2 separate regions of the Mus musculus genome follow, and region 2 is linked to region 1. Evidence: chromatin contacts called from public promoter capture Hi-C data. All regions are on one chromosome and are shown on one strand. Each heading gives the region's core, a stretch centred on a gene start, on an enhancer-like site or on the middle of the called end of the contact. The rest is flanking DNA. Distances are from core to core; before and after follow the strand shown.

The links. Promoter capture Hi-C pulls out the DNA fragments that hold promoters and counts their contacts.
Region 2: a contact with region 1 is called in a promoter capture Hi-C map of cranial neural crest. The contact joins the enhancer-like site here to the promoter of Lsp1 in region 1. A contact is called at or near these places in 7 of 39 promoter capture datasets (the C10 cell line, cranial neural crest, frontonasal cranial neural crest and 4 more), 4 of 484 Hi-C or Micro-C datasets (B cells, the G1E-ER4 cell line, the HPC-7 cell line and 1 more), 4 of 115 datasets of contacts at active chromatin or transcription factors (the 230-238 cell line, the HPC-7 cell line, embryonic fibroblasts and 1 more) and 3 of 9 other capture datasets (adipose tissue, liver and pancreatic islet).

Annotation. Positions count from the first base shown.
Region 1 is chr7:142,457,111-142,464,539 of GRCm38.p6, forward strand. It overlaps Lsp1 (lymphocyte specific 1), which reads left to right and starts at 3,702. Exons shown (of 11, transcript NM_001136071.2): 1 at 3,702-3,856. The coding sequence starts at 3,789.
Region 2 is chr7:142,512,432-142,519,860 of GRCm38.p6, forward strand. Tnnt3 (troponin T3, skeletal, fast) reads left to right here. Exons shown (of 18, transcript NM_001163664.1): 16 at 101-191; 17 at 1,895-1,935; 18 at 3,345-3,578. The coding sequence ends at 3,399. Among named protein-coding and RNA genes, the nearest start is that of Prr33, 9.4 kb to the left of the region's middle. Within about 2 kb of position 4,015, at least 32 of the 459 cell types and tissues checked have an H3K27ac peak or open chromatin away from gene starts, as enhancers often do.

The DNA of each region.
Region 1 (7,429 bases), core at 2,452-4,951:
TGTGGCCCATGCCATCACAGTGGTAGGTGACCATCAGTTTGTGGGGGGCAAGTAAGAAAGTGACACCCTTCCTTTGGTGTCTGGTATCTGATAAGTTCTTGGGTCTGGTTTCTATGATTTTTAATACACTCACATGCCCATACAGTTTCAATTCACACACACACACACACACACACACACACACACACACACACTTATGGTGTGACTCCCTTTCTGTTCCCAGGAAATATTTATTTATCAGTCTGTACTGGCTAGGGAGTGCCTGACAGATGGTGCAGTTCTGAGTCCCACCAGGGGTTGCAGTCTTTCTTCTCCATCAAAATGGAGTCAAAGCAAAGCTGTTTGTGAAATGGTGTCTCCCAAAGCAATGTCACAGCCTCAAAAAACACTGTTTTATACTGTTTTATACTATATGGAGTCCCTTAGAGTAGGGCACAGCCTGACCTCAGCAGAGTCTCACTAGAAAGTAAAGAAAACAACCCAGAAACAAAAGCAGGGGGACCCCGGGAAGTTCTGTCCTTGCTGACCTACTTCTGCCAGAGCCTGCCCCTCCTCCCAAAAGCTTCAAAGTGAGTGTGTGCAGCCTGCACAAATAGTCTTTAAAATTAGCACCACGACAGGCTGGGGATACAGCTGAGAGATAGATCGCTTTCCTGGCTTGTGCAAGGCTCTGGGTTTTATTCCAGCAATACACACACACACACACACACACACACACATACACACACACACACACACACACAATGTCACAAGCTAGGGACTTATCATTCAAAACATGAGCCTGTGAGAAACACTTCAGATCTAAACCTTATGAACAATGGACATATTTTTCTCATTCTGGAGACAGAAGACTAGACAGATAGATTAGGCACTAAGGGGTTAAGTGGGGTCTCTCTCTCTCTCTCTCTCTCTCTCTCTCTCTCTCTCTCTAGTGGTGTGTGTGTGTGTGGTGTGGGGTGTGTGTGTGTGTGTGTGTGTGTGTGTGTGTGTGTGAGCGAGCCTAAATTTCCTCTTTTTGTAAGGACACCAATCATCTTGGAGCAGGCCCTTCCCCTCAATGACCTCATCCTAACTGGTTACATCTGCAACGAGAGGCAATTTCCAAATAAGGCCACATTCTGAAGTCCTGAGGTTTAAGGCTTCAACATATGCATCTTGGAATATGCAATCCAATCCTTAATGGGAGGGCTCAGCCTCTGCATCAGTCTGGGAAGATGGAGACAGGCCAGGAATGCAGGGGCACCCTCTTTGATGGCTGGGGTCTGCATGAAACTCAGAAAAGGTAAAAATCTCCCATTTCAAATGGGACTAAAATAATGAATGAGGCAGCTCACATAGCACCCACATGTCCCAGGGATCTTAATGTGCTTTCTGCTGCTACAAAGTATCCCTGAGGCAGAGTGACTTATAAACAACAAAGACATGCTTACATATCTGGAGGCTGGACATACAGGAACATGGGGTGACTCCTGGTGAGGCCTTCTTAATGCCCACCAAGTGGCAAAACAACCCATTAGGAAGGGCTCATATAAACACACACACACACACACACACACACACACACACACACACACACCACACACACCACACACACACACACACACACACACACACACACACACACACACACACGCATCTCTGCTGGTAGGGTCGAAATTTCTGTTTGGAAAATGTTAGCTGCTGTTAGATCAGAGGCCTGAAAATTAGGAAGTCAGTCCAACCTATAGGTGGCCAATGGCCTCTGCCTGCCTGTCCTTTAGCCATAAAAACCAACCAGCAGGCCAAAGGGAGGTCATATAGCAGTGTCTGGAATTCCCAGATAATTCTGCTGTGTATGTGCCAGGGCATGTGTATGGAGATCAGAGGACAACTTGTAGGAATTGGTTCTCTCCTTTCACCGTGTGGGTCCGATGGATTGAACTCAGATCATCAAGCTTGGTCTCAAACACCTTTGCCTCCTGAGCCATCTTGCCACCCTACGATTTACTTTTACAGGAAAGTCACTCCTGTGATATGACCTGGGTGTAAGACCCATCTCCTCTCAGGAGTCCTGCCTTCCACACTGCTACTCTTGGGGCTGACTTTATAAACACTTCAGCTTTGAGAGAACCAGACTGGGGTTTTCCCCTTGGGCAGAGCTGGCTCTGCAGGCTTGAAGGGTCTGTGCTATTAGGGTCTGAATTTCCATCTGAAAGATGTTAGCTGCTGGATTTGAGGTCCTGAAAACTATGAAACCAATCCAGTCTGTAGGTAGCCAATGGTCTCCACCTCTCCATCCCCCAGCCCTAAGGACAAACAGGCCACAGAAAGTTCATAGATTAGTGGCTGGAATGCACCGATAAGGTGCCTGGATGGCGAGGCCCTGTGACAGACATAGGAACCAGTGAAAACCTCTTAAGAGGTGTCAGGACAGAAGTGGCATAACTCTGTCACCTGCCAAATGCATTCCCAGCCACTTATCAACAGAGCACTTAGGAGGGTCCCAAGGAAGCAAAGTGCAAAAGGAGAGAGAGAGGAGGCTGAAGAAAAAGCAGGCAGGTGTCCTGCCCAGTCTGCTGAACAATACTCACTCTTCCTGTTGCCCCCTCCTCAGGACTGGGATAGAGTAAGCAAGGCTTTGCCTCCACTGGACCATGTGGATAAGAAAGGGCTCCCTGCAGTCAGGCAGGCTTGCAAACACAGGTCTACCTCTAGATGATACTCTACAGCTTCTACTAAGTTTCCCAACACCCTAAGGCTCTCTTGCCTTTCTGCACTTCTCCTGTAAGACCTCATAGTGAGATTTCCGAGGTCACTCATTGCCCAGTGCTGGGAAATAGGGCACTGGCTCCTTTCTTTCTATCTCTTGGGTCAGCAAGCTTCAAAGAGAGAGTCTCTACCATGTTGTGGCTGCCTCAACTTGGCCCAGTGACACTTTAGCCCAAGTCCCGGGACTTTGGGATCTGGCTATCACATTCCCCATCATTCCTTTATAGTCCCTTTGGTTCCCTCCCAAAAGCCTCAGTCCTTCCTCTGGTGCTGCCTCTCAGGAGAACCCATGACCCACCCCAGCATAGCTGGGAACATCAACCGACTCTTCGACTGGTTCCAAATGCCCAGAGCACAGAGGCAGGATTAGAGAGAGCTGATGGAGCAGGGAGACAAGAGCGTCCAGCAGCTAGGAATGGAGACAGATAGAGACAAGCTCTAGAACCACAGACTAGGGGAGCACCACATGTGGGACCCTGGACATGGCTGGGGAGCAAAGGCTAACTAAGAGTGTCCAAGGCCATGACCTTGAAGCATCAAGAACTAGTTCCACCATGTTCATTGAGCACACTTGGAAGCACAGAAGATTTCCATGCAAAGCAATTGAAAGCAGTCCACGGACACTAAAGGGACCATGAATTCTGGACATTGTGGGAGACATAGCTACTCTCAGGTCTATGGACCAGAGTTGCAAGGAGTAGCCTTACTCACCTCTACCCTCAGCCCTTTTCTGTCATTCCAGGAGGCTATAGCTTGCTTGCTCAACACTTCCTGATGAGTGGTTTGGGTTTAGTTGGTTTTTGGTTTTTTGTTTTTTTGTTTTGTTTTGTTTTGTTTTAACTCTTCTTCTGTTGCAGCAACATAGGAAAAAAAAAAAAAAAACCCAAGCCCCATAGGTTTCAAACCTCAACCTGCTACAGGAAGGAGGAAGTGAAACCTGGGGCGGGAAGGGTGGGGGGCTGAGGCTCTAGGCCACCGCCCATCTACAGAGAAACACCAGGAGCCATAACAAGTGCACCCACACCGAAGACACCAGGCCCATGGCGGAGGCTGCCATCGATCCCAGATGCGAGGAACAGGAAGAGCTCCATGCAGAAGACAGCGAAGGGTGAGTTCCACTATGGGCAGTTTGCTTTGTGCCAAGTGCTGAGTAGGCAGAATCTCAGATAGGACTTAGATAGCCTTCAGAAACCCTCTCTTACCAGAGAGGTGTGTATCTCCTCTATCTCCCTCTGCAGCTTGGCCTAACTGGGAAAGGCTATCTTCCTGGCTAGGGTTCATAGCCAGAATAGAGAAGATGGATGCTTGGTGTGGAAGGGACTGGGAGTGGCTGGATATGGCCTGAACAGCAGGAGAGAGCAGTAGCTGTGTTGGGAGAAACTAGGCCTAGGAATCCTGACCTCATGCACCTATAGGCTTGTCTGAGGGGTCTGGCCTGCCTTAAGATACTGAGAGGTGACCAGGCCTCAGGGGTTCCCAAAGCTGCTATGTGAGGATAGAGAAGGTCAATGGTGTCTTATGGACCAGGCACTGTTGTTAAGTACAGTGGGTATGGGAATGAACATTGGCAAAGGTAAAGGGGGCCACTGCCCTGCAACAGACAGGGCTGGGCAGAGGCCTTTAGGCTGTCAGCTGCTTAAGGGCATCTGCAATTTAAAGGGATGTGAAGGGTGTTCCCTGTCTTTCCTGTGTTGGGTCATAAGGTGGGGGTGGGGGTAATGAGAAGGGAAGCTGTTAGTGGGTAGACATGGAGACCAAGCCAGGCCATTGGTGCCTGCCCTGCCCTGTCCCAGGAACAGGTCTCAGAAGAGGGTGTCAGGTCTTGGGGACAGGTCAGAGGCTAGCAGCCTCATGGGAGCAGGATGTGGGGGCTGCGGTCCAGGTGTGTAAGAGGAAGGGGAAGAAAGAGGTAAAACATAAAATTGCTACCGGAGCTGCCAGGCTGCCAGGGAGAGTGTGACTCTTAGGGTTCAGCCACAGGCTCAAGGAGATAAGGCCCACCTTAGCAGGGGTTGCAGGGTCTCTGCAGTTCGCAAGCCGGACGCCAGATCTTGGGCAGGAACAGCAATTCCTCAATCCTTATCAATGATAATGGGAAGAAACCTCACTTTGAGGGGTGCATGTTGGGGGGTCTCCACACTATTGCTTTGCATTTGGACCCTGGTTAGAAAGTTGTCCAAGGAACCCTCAGGCTAGGAAAGGAGTCTGAGGCTAAGCAGAGACTGGCCTGGTCTGGGTCAGCACCCTTGTGCCAGCCTTGGGATTCCAGGGCCATGTTGTTCCCAGAAAGGCTCTATGAAGTCTGTCTCCTGGGAAGGGGGACATGCATCGTGACATCCCAAGAAGGGCTCCAAGGACACTCTGCCCAGGCTGGATGAGGACACAAGCTGCGGGGTGTGTGGAACAGGGTGATCAGTCAACAGCTGTGACCCTGTTCAGAAATGACTGCACGTCAGTGCCCCTGCCACCTTGTGCCCATAGAAGGGCAGCTTCAAGCAGCCAAGCCAGCCCCACCCTCCTCCTAGGCCCTTCCTCAGCCCCCTCTCTCAGCTGTCTCAAATGCCGAGGTCTAAGCAGCACAGTGAAGGGTGCCCACAGCTCTGGCGGTCCCAGCCGATCCCTAGTCATCTTGCTGTAGGACCGGAGCTGGGCTGCACCTGTGCCTGTCAGTCAGGAACTCCTGTTCCACAATCCTACAGCCTTAAAGGGGCCTGGGAGCCCCTTAAAGACCTCCTCCCCAAAATGGAGGAAGAAAGAACAAAGTGCACCACCGACCTTTCAAAATGAAACTGAGACCCTGGAGGAGGAGATACTGTGCCTGCTGTACAGGGTGACTCACAGACCAGGGATTCTCCTGTTTGAAGTGGTAAAGTCCCCAGTGCCCAGAAGGGGTTATTTGGTCTAAGAAGTTCCCATTCAGGAAGCCCCAGAAGCCCAGAGCTGAACAGGGTCAGTTTGGGCTGGATCAGATCAGGGGGAATCCCCATGCTGTGCTGTCCACAGTAGAGCAGGTGCATCAGGCAGAAGCCAGGCTCTTCCTTCATACCTGCCCTGGTATACCAGGGTAAGCATGGCAGGACACATGCACGCCAAGTCCAAGGCAGTCAAACCCCTCCCACAGAGCCTCAGAAGGCAGGAAGGCTGCTTGCTGTGTACCACTCCCGAGTTCCCCACACCACTGATGCAAGCCTGCCGCTCTTCCTCTGCTAGGGTGCTGTCTCCCGGCCTGACTACCCAACAGTAGCTTATTCCTGTCCCTTGGGAGCAGTGTGTGGCATCTCCATAGGACTGCAAGTGACTTGCTGATACTGCTGGGTGACACCTAGGGAATGTCTTGCCCTAAGACCAAACTTGAACACCCTTACATCTCTACTGTGTGGTGCCTTAGAAGCTACAAGGCAGTCATGTAGCTCACAGAGAGGCTCAGCATGCCCTCACAGGCCTCAGATTCAAACACTATCCATGTCCTGGAACCCTAGCTCTGTGTGGAGCCATGCCTCCTCTCACTGGGAGCAGTCTCATGTAGAGGGATGTCTCTGCACAGGCCTGCCTGACCCATTCTACCTGGCCATCTGTCCTCTCATTTGTATGGCTTATTTGGCTCCTGGGATGTCTGCATTCTGATTTTTTTTTCAGCATCTGATGTTGCTTTGCTGAGGGTCCTGCTCTGGAACTTTATCTATCCTGGAAACCTTTCTGGCCTATGTCTAGACCTGCTGACCAACAGGACAATCTAAGGGTTACCTAGGCAGGGTTCCTTCCTGGACCATGTGTGCCTCTGACCCCTGATCTCTAGTCAGAGACTTTGAACACTATTGAGAGTCTTCTTCTAAGAGGCAGGAGCCCAGTGGAGGGACCCCCACCCCAACCTTGCCCTCCCAAGGTGTGCTCTGAGGATTGAAAGCCTAGAAGCTGAGTCCTGGAGCTCTCTCTCCAGATGGCAGAGCTGAGCCAGGCAGAGCCAAGTCAGAGCTTCCTGAAGACAGAAAGGAGGCCAAACAGTGATCTTCCTCCTGGTAGGTCCTAGGCTTTCTACCACCTTCCATCCAGCTTCAACAGATCCCCATCTTGGGATCTGTTGGGTTGGAAAGGGGAAACCAGATGCCTGGCACATTTGGGACATCACAGGCCTACCTTTCCCCCAACTGAGGTAGGCAGATCTGGAATAGGCTGGGGACTGAGGGCCCAGGACGGGATATCCTTACTAGGGTGACACTGCTACTAGGGGTTCCCACTGCCTCAGTTTCCCTAAGAGGTTTATGTGGGAAGGCTTAGTGAGCCATGAGGAGGTAAAGGCTTGTCTGGGGAAGAGACCCATGGGAAGTGGACCAGGCCTTTTCCTCTAGGAACTCGGACTTTTGGGATAGGGGTTGAGATGCCATTTCAAGGTGAGGGGAAGAAGGGTAAAGTGTCACCTTCTTGTGACTCAGTTTCCCCAACCTCACACTCAGAATGCAGCTGCTTGTTTCTAGCATTCATGGACTGAGTGTCTTTGCCAAGCTCTTAAAGACTCTAGCAGGCAAAGATCTTGTAACACCATCACTGCAAGAATGGCCATTTTAGAGATGGCTTTCTGTGTCTAGACATGCCCGTTGTGAGCTTAGGGTAAAGAGCTGGGGTTAGGCTGTTCCAGGCTGCTTCTTAGGGTACTCTGGTGAGAGTCCCCAGAGTGTGCCCAATG
Region 2 (7,429 bases), core at 2,765-5,264, 56 kb after region 1:
CTGAGTCACAGCTCTCTGTAGTTGCTGGAGGAGGAAGCAAGGTTCTGGGCTCTGCCTTTTTAGCTTCACCCCATCAAACCCCCTCTTTTCCATCTTCCAGGGACAAGGCCAAGGAACTCTGGGATACCTTGTACCAACTGGAGACTGACAAATTCGAGTTTGGGGAGAAGCTGAAACGTCAGAAATATGATGTGAGTCCAGGCATCTCTGGCTTTTGGGCCTGTGGAGTCTTACTCTCTGGGGAAGTAGGGAGGGGGCGTTCAACTCTCTCCCCAGTCATACTCTGGTCATGCCTTTGCCTTGAGACCTGGCTTCACTAAGCCCATCTGGGGCCACTACTGGAGACTGTCCTTCAGGGCGGGTACTTGATCCATCAGCCAGGGCCCTGCATCTGGATTGGCCAGTGCTGTAGCTGGAACTGTTATGTGTCCTCCAACTGCTGAGGTCCTCTTCAGGGAAGGCAAGCATATATCCAGGGTGACTCAGGCATATTCTGAAAGTGAAGAAGAGAGTTCAATACTGTGTCTCTTGGGGGCTGGGAGGAAGGTCAGGGCATACGGAATGAGGTTGCAACCTTCATAGGTATTGAGGGCAAGGTAAGGGGCTGCAGAAATGGGGCAGGCCTTTCCTTGAGGGATGAGGTAGAAGCAAGCTTGTTCTTACACACCATGGATGCGGGGAAGGGCACCTGTCCTGGTGCCTAATGTGCTTAGGGCAAATGCAAATACCTTGGGTTCACTGGCAAATCAGTGCTGTCCTTCCCTCCTGTCCCTCCAATGCCCACTGAGGGGAGAGGTAGGAGCTCATGCATGAGCATCTTCCACAGCCATCAAGATAGACAAGAGGTTGGCTCCTTCTTCCAACCTCTGGGAAGATGAGCTAAAACCTTCTTGCAACCTCTGGGTAGATGACATAGATCTTAGTTGCTCAACTTTGAAGAGCCTTGGTTTCCACACCTCCATCACTGGCCATCCCTAGAAAGAGATTCATCCATCAGCCTCAAGGCTACACCAGAAGCTAGTTCAAAGAAGGCTCCACCAAACAGATGCCAGGCTACTCTTTCTAGCAACAGGAGTTGGGTCAGGAACCTATAACTTCCAGATACACTCTGCCCATATCTGGTCTCCTGGGTTCAAAGAGTCTGCCTGTTCATCAGAAGACTGGTACAATACACATCAGGGCCTTGAAGCTTCAGCTGCCCACCCAACCTGGTAACCATGTTGATTTTTCTAGATCATGACTGTCCGGGCCAGAGTGGAGATGCTGGCCAAGTTGTGAGTAGGCAGAGCCTGCTATAGGCCAGGCTTGTGGGTGTGCAATGCTCAGCTAGTGTCTCGCATGGCAAAGACTTGGGTTATTGAGGACACTGGTGGCAAAGGGCCTTTCCCTCCTGCCCCAGCTCCTCCCTCCTGACTTCTGCTGGTGGTTATGAGGCTGTCCTGATGCCCTTGTTGGCAGATGAGAAATGAAGGCCCTTGCCTTCCCAGAGCCTCTGGACCACCAAGTCAGGAGTGGGCTCTATGGACCAAGGAAGGTCAGGATCAGGAGTCAGTGGTGGAACTTAGAGAGGTCTAAAGGCCTTACTTCCACCCTGTCCCTTGTGCCTGCCTGCATCCTGCCGTAGCCACAAGGTAAGTGGACAGCTGGGAGCTGCTGTGTGTGGTAGTTAGAGGGAGGAAGTCAAGACACAGCCCAAGGACAAAGAACAGTGTCCTCCCACAAAGGAGCCAGAAGACAGTAAGGAAAATGGTACAGGAGGCTGTGTCCCTGCAAGTGAGGATACAGTGGAGATGCCACAGTTGGCCTGCCCTGTGGTGAAGACATGTGTCCCCTGGCCAGTGCCCGGCTGGGCTTCCCAGATCTCTGTCACAGTAAGTCACATGTGTTGTTACAGATCACCACCCTCAGGAGCCGCATTGACCAAGCCCAGAAGCAGTAAGTAGCCCAGCCCATTCTTGCTCTATGCTGGGCCTAGAGTCCCCAGGGCTAGCCACCTGCAACCCTACGTAGGACCTAGGCATGTTAGCCAGTTCCTGAACGAGGGTTCCTGGTAGCTGACCCTAAGCAGAGCAATAACAAGACTAACTGAGCCCTGGAACCCCCTGGCTCCTTTCTCTCCTGCATGTAGGAGGTGCCAGGTGGGGAGGTAATACATTCTCCCTCTATGATGTGCTAACCAGCAGTGAGCCTGTAACAGGGGGTGGTAATGAATATCTGCAATCTCAATGCCTCTCCAGAGTTGGAAGCAGGATTAAGGCCAGCCTGGGCTACATGAAGCCCTATCTCAATTAACAACAACAAGAGGTGGTGTGAGGGTATAGCTCAGTAGGTAGAATGCTTGTCCAGCAGGCACAGGTCCTTAGTTGGATCTCCATACCTTAGCTGGGGCACAGCCATAAACCCAGAACTTTGTGAGGAGGCAGAGGCAGGAAGATCAGAAGTTCAAGATAGAATGTGGAGTAAATTTCAAGGCCAGTTTGGGACAGAGATGATGGGAGGAGAAAAGGAGGCTTGTGGAGAATGGATGAATGAATAAATGAACTGATGCCTCAGGAGGGTAACCGCTCCACACAAGGAATCAGATCCACAGGACTCCAGGACCTGTTGCAACAGTGACCCCCTTGCCGGGTTCTTAGTTTGGTAAAATGCTAGGCGTCTGATGCTAACCATGGACATGGGGTTGTCACATTTCAAGAACAAAATCAAGTGGAGCTGCTTAGACTTCCCATTTCTTGGGGTTTTTCTCTGTCCTTACATACTACAGGAAGGGGCTATGGGCTCACATCTCATGATGGGCTGGTTTGATGAAATGCCATGTGTCCATGGGTGTATGCATGTGTCAGGGTGCTCAGGAAGGCCTGTGAGGCTACATCACCAGCCCAAGATCCCACTGGGGTAGCTCCAGAGCTCATGTACTTTCATCCTCCTGCCAGCCCAGAGCCTTGAACAGCACTTATCCTGCTTCCAGCTTGCTAGGGTACAGAGAGCCTCAGAGAATGAGGTCCCTAAGTCCTGGAACTGGCTATCCTTAGCTGCCATCCTGAAAATCACAGGCTTTTCAAAAACACTATTTTTCAAAGCTAGCATATGGCATGGGTCTGCCTGCAATAGTCCCCCTGGCCAAAGCAGGGGAACAGAAGGTGAGCCTAGGTAACCAGCTAACACTCTCCTAACCACACTAGTGCCCAGGCCTTGTCAGGCCTCCTGCAGGTGAGTCAGCTCAGGCTGGAACAAGGTGTGTGCACTCGAAGTGGGGGCGACAGCCTGGGGAGTCAGGAGCTAACGGTCTCCTGTAGCTGGCTGGACCCTCTGAGCCTTCAGTACATTTTGCTTTCCATTTGCAGCAGCAAGAAGGCCGGTGCCACAGCCAAGGGCAAAGTCGGTGGGCGCTGGAAGTAAAAGAGCAGAGAGGTGCACTGCAGCAGAGACCATCAACCCTGACTCCTGCCAGGGCCCCTTATTCCAGCTCTGCACTCTCCAGCCTTCACGCCCAGGCATCTTTGGGAACTCAGGACCCACCCTGCTGCAATGCCCTCACCTTCTGGGGTCTAGGAATAAAGTTATCAGACTCCCCTCTACTGTTTATGTGTTGTGTTATCATGCATAAAGGACCTAGGGAAGCTGGAAGTGTTGCAGGACAGGGAGCATCATGGGAGCATACTTCAGAACAGCCCTGGAAAACTCAGGGTATCTTACTGCTGTTAGCAACTAGGGCTCAACTGCACACGGTACTGCACCCCAATGTACCTCCAGGACTTGGTCTGTAGCTGTTCTTATCAGAGGTTTTTTTATTCCTAGATTCTCTTTGTCCCCAGAACCAGAGGGAGAGCCCTCCGTGTTAGAAAGCTGCCTGGACAGCCCCCCCCCCCAACCACTGTTTAAAGAAGAAACAGCCCAGCCTCGGGAGGGCTAGGGAGGAAGGCTGGCTGCCTGGAGACGTTGCAGACACCCCGAAAGGGGGGAGGCGAGGGGGGCTCCGGCGAGCACATCAAGGGGGGAGAGGAATGCAGGAAAGCACGTTTCCCACGAGGGAGCAAGCTCGGCAAACAGCGTTCTCCTATATTACAGGGAACACAGAACACAACTGTACAATAAATTTGAAAGTCCTGACCAAATAGAATTATGGAAAATATAAATCACAGAAATTGGATCAAGACGCGGAGCCCTGCACAGCGAGGTATTCATAGAGGAAGGGGCTTGTGCACAGACACCTCCAGGAAGACTGGGGAGGCAGGGCAGCCGCAGCCAGTGCCCTGAATGAAAGACAGGGAGTGTAGTCAGCCCTCACCAGGCCCCTGAGGGCAGCATACAACCTCCAGAGAGCACATGTAACTCATCTGTACATGTACCCCATGAGACAGCAGTGTGGCCCTATCTGTGCATGTACCCCAACACATACAGTAGTACAGACTCCATCTGAATGTGTACCCCAACATAGGGTGGTGTAAACCCCATCTGGGTGTGCACCCCAATACACATTGCTCTAGTTCCCGTGGGAAACACACACATGCGCACGCGCACACCACGCACGGGGCTGTAAATATACTGTATGGTTATGCATCCAGCATGTGCACACCATTAAAGAAAAAAATTGTTTACTGACCCTGGTTGTAGCCCAATGGGGAAGATTCTATGAACATCAAACCAACTTTAGGGCCAGCAGCACACCTTGCAGTGGAGATGGGTTCAGCCAATCTGTCATGGGCAGGGAACATAGAACCAAAGGGCAAGAATGGACAGTGATTGAGACACCAGGGTAGAGGTCTCTGGCTAAGTAGACCTCACATGATGCTGCTGAAGGAAGGCTAGGGGATTAGACATGGCTTGGGTGATAGTCTCAATATGCTAAGTGAGAAACATAGACAAGCATGTTTGTGTCTTTCCACAATGTCAGAATGTATTGATTAATAGCAGTATGTTCACAAGGTAAGACCATTTCAATGGCAGCATTTGCCAGATAATCCTGCTTTCTTTGATAGCCTGGCCGAGGCAAACACAGGTTCTCTCATTCCAATCTTAATTACTAATATTGACTCTCAGATCACACACCACACAGTAAATATATCTATCTATAGCTCTATCTATATATGTATGTTACATAATGGCTACAAAGGTTTAAAGAGGCAGGAAGTTTCAAAGAGTCCTGAGAAGCCAAAACTGGGAAGTTGCTAGGGCTATAAGAGTCTCCATATTGATAAGATAACGAGCAGGATGGAGCTAAAGCAGAGGCTGGAGAGGCTGGAGTGGTTTCTGTAGCATCGGGCCTGCAGTAGGGTCAGAGCTGAGCAGTAGGAGTGAGGTGAAGTGAAGGGCAGGGCTGGGTCTAGATGAGCCAATGGGTAGATAGATGATGGATAGCAGGTCCAGACAAAGGAACGGGGGGGGGGGGTAGCAATTGAATAAGCTATCTACAGTGGGCACCAAACTGAGCAGAAGCTCCTCTCCCTGTCAGTTCTACACACACACACAAACACACACACACACACACACACACACACACACACACACACACACCACGCGCACACTGGGTAGGTGGTTGGATGACATTTCCATCCATCCCTGTTCTAGGTCTCTACCTCTTTAGGAAGTTTGGGTGAGGGATGTCCACCTTTTTCTTGGTCTGTGAATTCTTGGGTCTGGCTTCTCTGGTATAAATTTAATATGGCTGTGTGCCCCTACCGTTTCAATTCAGTCCAATACATTTTTAGGGTGACACCCTTCCTATTCTCAAGTGTTATTTATCCATCTGTGTGTCCTGTGTTGTGCCAGGCAGATGGTATCATTCCTGTATCCACCAAGGCACTCAGCCACCCTCATCTTCTAAATGGAGTCCAAAACTACATATAAAATGCAATCTCTCAGGGCAACACACAGCCTAATCTCTTTAGAAAAACAAAACCAAGCTGGGCGTGGTGGCACATGCCTTTGATCCCAGCACTTTAGAGGCAGAGGCAGGCTAATCTCTGTAAAAGTGAGTTCCAGGATAGCCAGGGCTACATAGAGATCCTGTCTTGAGAAAAAAACCACAGAGGGTTGGAGAGATGGCTAGGTGGTTAAGAGCACTGACTGCTCTTCCGAAGGTCCTGAGTTCAAATCCCAGCAACCACATGGTGGCCCACAACTATCCGTAATGGGATCTGATACCCTCTTCTGGTGTGTCTGAAGACAGCTACAATATACTCACATAAAATAAATAAATAAATAAATAAATAAAAATTAAAACCTATTTTAAATGTGCATAATACAGAGTAACATATGGCAGGACACAAATCTGATCTCAACCAGTAGGAAGCACTCTAAAAACACATGAGGGTACTCAGGTGTCAGGAGAGGGACTTGCTGACCTGACTTAGTAGTGACACTTCTTTATTTTTGTTTTTTAAAAATTTTTACTTGTTTATTTTATATGTGTGAGTACACTGTCACTATCTTCAGACACACCAGAAGAGGGCATCAGATCCCATTACAGATGGTTGTGAGCCACCATGTAGTTGCTGGGACTTGAACTCAGGACCTCTGGAACAGTAGTTAGTGCTCTTAACCACTGGGATATCTCTCCAGCCCCAATGTTCCTTCTTTTGTACAAGGAAGCTCAGGGACAGGACAGCAGGCAGGGGACAAAGGAGATTGGGTAAAGTGTGACCAAGCAGAGTACTTTTGTCCACACCCAGTAATACACATACACCAACATAGCTCAAAACTTTATGTATGCACATACTAATGGCCCTCACAAATACAGTCTCTCACATGTGTGAATACACCTCAACAAACACCCTAGCCCAGAGGTCTTCATCCAGTTATAATCGACATACAACATACTTACTCTCATACCCATACACAGGCTACACACACACAGAGAGAGAGAGACAGAGAGAGAGAGAGAGAGAGAGAGAGAGAGAGAGAGAGAGAGAGAGGGAGAGCACACCACTCGCCTGTATGCATTACACCCAGTGTGACTGGGCACTTTTTACTTTTTTAGATTTTTTTTCCAGAAATGTATAGTAGGAAAAATTACTACAAAGAGTGCTTAGTCTCATGGATCCAGAAACCAATCTCATGTCCTTGCCTTGTTCTGAAAGGCAGCTGAACAGCCCAGAAGTGCCTGAACAGAATGGCTAAGCTGGGAACAGAATGGCTAAGCTGGGAACAGAATGGCTAAGCTGGGAACAGAATGGCTAAGCTGGGAACAGAATGGCTAAGCTGGGGACAGAATAGGCCGCTACCCTGAGCAGGAGGGTTCCATGTACCAGCAGCTGGCTATGGTTCAGAACTGAGTGGGGACCTGGAAACCCCAGTAAGCCCTGGTTCTAAGCATGCCACTCACAGTAATGGAGGATTAAGGATCAAAAAAAAAAAAAAAAGGTTGGGAGGTGTGTGAGATTGGAAACAAGAGGCTGTTGAGCTGTTCCCACAGGCCAGGAATGCACAT